2 separate regions of the Anas platyrhynchos genome follow, and region 2 is linked to region 1. A link is a contact called in public Hi-C data. All regions are on one chromosome and are shown on one strand. Each heading gives the region's core, a stretch centred on a gene start, on an enhancer-like site or on the middle of the called end of the contact. The rest is flanking DNA. Distances are from core to core; before and after follow the strand shown. Region 1 holds the start of GPR75 (G protein-coupled receptor 75). Region 2 overlaps PSME4 (proteasome activator subunit 4).

Evidence for each region. A called contact is a pair of places that touch in the nucleus more often than the background predicts.
Region 2: a Hi-C map of small yellow follicle shows a contact between it and region 1, with 1.8 times the contacts expected there. The contact joins the enhancer-like site here to the promoter of GPR75 in region 1. A contact is called at or near these places in 2 of 8 Hi-C or Micro-C datasets (liver and small yellow follicle).

The regions. Positions count from the first base shown.
Region 1 is chr3:3,959,368-3,962,449 of IASCAAS_PekinDuck_T2T, reverse strand. It overlaps GPR75 (G protein-coupled receptor 75), which reads left to right and starts at 1,615. Exons shown (of 1, transcript XM_013098789.4): 1 at 1,615-3,082. The coding sequence starts at 2,406.
Region 2 is chr3:4,002,695-4,005,776 of IASCAAS_PekinDuck_T2T, reverse strand. It overlaps PSME4 (proteasome activator subunit 4), which reads left to right. Exons shown (of 49, transcript XM_038177463.2): 14 at 223-312; 15 at 1,809-1,873; 16 at 1,970-2,120; 17 at 3,032-3,082. Among named protein-coding and RNA genes, the nearest start is that of PSME4, 32 kb to the left of the region's middle. Within about 2 kb of position 1,541, at least 4 of the 8 cell types and tissues checked have an H3K27ac peak or open chromatin away from gene starts, as enhancers often do. A contact at or near this core is called in small yellow follicle, where this site is marked.

The DNA of each region.
Region 1 (3,082 bases), core at 366-2,865:
ATTAGAAAATGGCAGACATCTGGCATTTTGCACATAGCTAGTTCTAAATACCTTTTTTGTAAGGTCCAAGTCTTACACTTCTGAAAAGTGGATTTAGAACTCAGGCTCTCATAGACTGGTTTCAAAAGCACACATGAGATCAGTCTCTTGCTAACTCCTTTAAAACGCATGGCCTCGCGCAAAAAAAAAAAAAGTCCCATTAGGCATATGCAGTCTTCTTTCCATGTGTGCTTGCTTCTACCTGCTAAACTGAAGGAAATCAGGAAGTCTAACTGTGGTCATCCAAACTTTAGCATTTGGTCAAATAATGTAGTATTTGGAATTATATTAGACTTTTCCATCTTTTTAAAGGACTCATGTTTTGCAAGAAGTTGTGTTATTATTTTTTTGGTAAGTGACACCACAGAAGTAGTCAAGTCTAATGTAGACTCAGGCATTAGGCATAATGTGAAACTAAGGTCAAAGTTCTTAGTGTCTTGCTTACAATTAAGGATGCAGGTATTTGTGCTCGCATTAGTTTCACTTACAAACAGTCTTCTCTGTTTCCTCAGCATTAATCACTTTGAAGTAATGGACTCTTGCATTACACTGCTATTTTGTCAGTCTCACTTAATCATACAGTTAAGCATGTTCTGATGTGTATAAATAAGAAAACTCAGGGAGATCCCAGCTCATCGTTGAAAAAAATCATACTCAGAAGGGCCAGGATTCACCCACAGAATTCAAATTAGCCATGACTGGAGAATAAAAATACAAGCAAGAGCTAAAATAAAAGTGATAGGCAAGCTGAGAGGCTTGAAGCCCTAGGAAAACATGAATGTGATGTTCTGGGTTTTGTCCATCTTCATTGCAACTAGTTTAAGAACAAAACCAATGTGAAATGGCCCAGACCTGCTCTCATGGCTGCTAGCTCTTCCCAGTAGCAGACCACACAGCAAGGCTGGACTGATTGCCAGCTGGAGGTTGTGCTTAGCATGCAAGGCTTGTCGGCCTGGCTGCTCTTGTGAGTCATAGGTTTACTGAAAGAAATTGCTCTCAGTTTTAGAAAGAAATGTGTTGAAAAATAAACTACCAAGAAGCACTGACAAGCCGTCAGATGGCAACCTAATGATCTTGTCACTGCCTCGATGCTTCTGCAAAGCACCCGTGTCCTGCAGGATTGCTGAGGGTAGGGGAAGGTTATTAAGATGATACTCAGACTGATATATATGAGTCTACGTGGGAATGTACACTATAAGACAAGTGCCCGTGCAGAAGTCAGAAGTACTGCATCTGCTGTATTTTCATAGCACTTTTGTGCCTTTACCTAGCTGGACGTTCACTGAGAACACAGTAGAGGTGACTGACATTGATGTCCCTCAGTTGTGTCTGCCTACCAGGGCCCTTTGCTGGCTTGCAGAACGCGTGCTGAGCCTTTCCTGCCCATGTAAGTGATTCTCTACATGATCCACTTAGTGTTGAGACATCCAGTACACCATTGCTTCACAAATACAGCACTCCCGTTTAAAGTATTTAATATTTATACTGTATTTATTCTTTATTCCTTTACTGCTACTGTTTTTTTTTAATCTTATTTGCTGCGGGAAGATGAATGTTTCCTTCCTCTAGCCTCTGAGCCATTCCTCAGTTCACACAGGAATGTAGCACAGAAGCGCAGGCAAGAGAAGAGGCAGCGTGCAAACCTGCCTTAACTTTTTATGATGAACAGTTTGGGGTTGGGGCAGGTGTGTTGGTGGTGTTAAGTCAACAGGGGAGAACCCTGAAGCCTTGAGTGGCCAGCTGTTGACTCGGTGTCCTGTTAAGGGTAGGGCTGGGCCATGACTTGTCCTAAAACCTCCCAAATCCTCCAGGTGCATTCTCTGTGCTGTCCCTGTGCAGGATGGTGCTCCTGCCGGAGGACAGGACGGGCAGGGACCATTTGACACGCAGGACGGAATAGATCCAAACCGAAGTCCGCATTTGGGGCAGCTGCTGCTCAGCATCACCCCTGGCCCCTTTCCCCCGGGGCTCTCCCCGCACGCAGGGCGCTGCCAGGCCCCGCTCTCTCCCCGTGCCTCAGCGGCTGCCGCCTCCTTTTGCTCTCCTCCTCCCTCTGGCCCGGGGTCTCTCGCCCCGCTCCCTCAGCCCTTCCCCGGGGCCGCGGCGCTGCCGTGGGGCCGGGCGCGGGTGCGAGCTCCGCGGCCTCGCCTCAGCCGCCGGCGCCGCGCCGGGGGGAGCGGGGCGGGGGCCGGGAGGCGCCGCCGGGGCCCGGGCGCCGAGCGGGGAAGGGGCCGGGCCGGGCCGCGGCGGCGGGCGCCATGGCGGGGCGGGCGGCGCCTGGCCGCGGGCAGCCCTGAGGGAGCGGCGGCGGCGGTGGTGGCGGGCGGCCCCCGCCATGGGCCCGCCTCGGCCGCGGTGAGGCGGCGATGAACGCGTCGGGGCGGCTGCCGGCGGGGGGCGAGGAGGAGCCCCCCGGCACCGCGCTGCTGCCGCTGGGCGGGAACGGCAGCGCCGCCGGGGGGCTGCGGGAGGGCACCCACACGGCCACCCTGGCGGCCTGCGCCTCGCTGCTGGCCCTCGTCTTCTGCCTGGGCTCCTACGGCAACCTCATCGTCTTCTTGTCCTTCTTCGACCCGGCCCTCAGGAAATTCAGGACCAACTTCGACTTCATGATCCTCAACCTCTCCTTCTGCGACCTCTTCATCTGTGGGGTGGCCGCCCCCATGTTTGCCTTCGTCCTCTTCTTCGACTCGGCGCGAGGCGCCCCGGGCACCTTCTGCTTCGCCTTCCACCTCACCAGCTCCGGCTTCATCATCATGTCGCTCAAGACGGTGGCGGTCATTGCCTTGCATCGGCTGCGCATGGTCCTGGGGAAGCAGCCGCACCGTGCCGCCTCCTTCCCCTGCACCCTGCTCCTCACCCTGCTCCTCTGGGCCACCAGCTTCACCCTGGCCACCCTGGCCACCTTGAAAACCCGCGGCTCCCGCCTCTGCCTGCCCATGTCCAGCTTTGCCAGTGGGGAGGGGAAGATTATCCTCTACCTCTACGTCACCGACTTCATCTGCTGCGTGGCTGTGGTGTCCGTCTCCTACGTCATGATCGC
Region 2 (3,082 bases), core at 292-2,791, 43 kb before region 1:
AAGTGTTGCTTTGCACTTATTTTTATTACAGAAAATAGTTTTTTGTATAGTTCCAACTTCATCCAGCTTTCTATCTGAAATCAGAAATAATTATTGAAGTTTTGGGGTGGATTTTTTTTAATGTAATGATTTGCTTTAGCTGCCATATTTTAATTGGGAAAGTTTTTTTAATGTGTAGAATGCAGTAGCATTTATTAAAGAGCTGTTTGCAACTCTCAACAGATTACATTCCAGTTTATTGCAACGTTTTCTACTTTGGTGCCTTTAGTAGATTGTTCATCTGTGTTGCAAGAAAGGGATGATCTCACAGAGGTAAGAGCACTGCGTAGTTATAAAACAAAACCATAACCTACAGATTTCATCTTATTTTCTAGCAATGTAATTTTTGTCTTCAGAACTGTGATGTGTTTGCTACAATCTTTTTGCATGTATTGCAGTTTTGTTTAACGTACCTTCACAAAAATACTAAAGCTTATGGATAACGTTTGCTTCTGGTCAGTGACATAAAGCTGACATCGGCATATGAGTTGGGACACATTCTTAGCACTGCTTATTAGTGACAGATTGTTGTAGAGATGTATTAAATTCAAACAGTTTAATATTTTTATGTCAGAACTCAGCTGTGGAAAGCTATGTGCAGTATAAAATGACTCAGAGCTCACCCTGTTTTGAGTAGGACGTTGAACAGGATGGTCTCCAGAAGTCACTTGCCAACTAAATTTTTCTGAGACTAATAGAATAACATCTTTGTTAGTGTTACATTTTTGAGAATTCTTATCACTATAAAACTTTAGCCATTAAGTGAGGGAGGGAAGACAGGTGACTACAGAATTGTTATAAGATGTACATAATTTTAATTCAAAACTAGTCCAACTTAGAGTAGGTTAAAAGGTAACTAATTGGTTGTCTAGGAGACTGGGAGGAATTTGTTGTTGAAAATATAAGTGTAAAAAATAATGGGATGTCCCTTCTGTTTGTATTTGTTTTTCAGAAAGCTAGCGCACTCTTGAACTTCTAAAGGCTGTTTTCCTAGTTTGGGAAACTATTTCAAAATACCTGCACCTCTTTAAAGTGCTCCTGCAGTCATGCTTCTCTTTTCCGAGTATGATGTTGTTGCTCTCACTTCAGATGCTTCTTAATCTCTTCTGATTAAGAAATAACAACATCATTAGACAAGTGTTTTTCTGCTTTTGATCTAACAGTTCAAACGCTGATGGTGAAACTATATCTGGCACGCTATAAATGGGGCAGCACCAGTGCTCCATGGTAGTTGGAACTGCCATGCAGAATATCTTGTCCACTGCTAGGAGATGCTTGTAGTTCACAGAACAGCTAATAGGTGCCTATTTTTTCACAAACCTACTGGAGTTAAGTTGATTTTCTTGACTTGGGGCTGCAGCACTTAAACTAGCAGAAGAGTTTGTATGATGAATGAGTAATGTAAATATGTTAGCAGAGCCAAGTCTGCCACCACAGCTGGCACACTGGCATGCTGCTGGAGAGGAAGATCAGTAGTAAGGCTAAAGGTTGTATCTATGGAGACAGACCCTGGTTTCAGCCTGAGAGGTTATTTGGCTAAAGATCAAGGCCAGGAAGTTTGATAGCACAGTGTAAAGAAAACACAATAATTGTTTCATGTGACGTACTTGAGACTATGCAAATTCTGTTTGGTGGGAAATGTAGTGTGGTCTATATCAACTAAAATTTGGAAGTGTTCTTGAAGTAATTAGTGTAGGAAATACACTTGATATTATGTGTCTCTAGGAAGAGCTAACCTTCTGTGCTTCTTTTGCATTGGAAAATTGTAGGTAGAAAGAGAATTGTGCTCTGCAACTGCTGAATTTGAGGATTTTGTACTACAGTTTATGGATAGGTAAGTAAGCTAAGGAAAGGTGAAAGCTTGGCATGAAAACTTTAATACAACTTCCTCGTTCTGATTGCTAAAATTGCACTTCATGTATTTTTGTAGATGTTTTGGACTTATAGAGAGCAGCACGCTAGAACAAACCAGAGAGGAGACTGAAACTGAGAAGATGACTCATCTAGAGAGTTTAGTTGAATTAGGTCTCTCTTCTACTTTCAGTACAATCCTTACTCAGTGTTCAAAAGATATATTTAAGGTATGTAAAACGTGGGGCTTTTCATCCAACTTTAAGGCTTAAGTTTGTTGTGAATTGCTGGTATGTTCTGGTTCTTCCTTCCTGTGTTGTCCTGTTGTGAACTTCCATGCTTTATCAAGGAAGGAGCTAGGAGAAAAGTTTAGGGCTTCATGTAAATTTATGGTTTCATATGCATTAATGCAGAGCTCTGAAGTACTTGATTTAGAGGAATCCATGTTTTTCCATGGATGGATACATTCCTTGTAGGTTGGGTTAACACTTTATTCCATCTAGATCTATACTACATTTAGTATGTATTTGGATATGTTGCTTTGTACATTTTGACATTTGCATTGGACACTTAAGTACGATTTTGGTTGGAATCTTCTCATTAACACGTTGTAAGTTAATTTTTTGTTGTCATTAAAGACTTGTGTTTTTTTCCTGATTGCCTGTAACTATTATAATAATGAACAAACTTCACCGTGTATAATTCAACTTGCCTTGCAAGATGGTAATGAGCCTCCTTAAAATATGCTGACTACTTAAATAGCTATTTCCCTATTTATTTGTTAACTAGGGAATGTTTTGGCTTTACTTTGCTTTCACATGTGAAATAGTAAAGTTTTCCTTTAATCAGTTTGTGACTTGTTCAGGGAAAACTGTTCTTCTCTGTAGTTTCTCAGAAGCGTTCCCAAGCTTTCATCAGTCAATGCAATGTTTCTGACCCTTTTTCCCCAAAGTGAACATTTTAGAAGTAGTTTGCCTCTCCAGCTGAAGGCTGGATGTCCCACTATGTTATCTGTTAAAGCACTCTGTGTGTGCACTTCTAAACTTACGGAGGGCCTGGGGGAAAGAATATAAACATTCTTCTTTTTTTTTTTTTTTTTTTTAAAAAAAAAAAAAATCTCCATCTTTTTTATTCATTTTAGGTTGCCTTGGAGAAGGTTTTCAACTTCGCCATTTCAAATATATTTGAGACA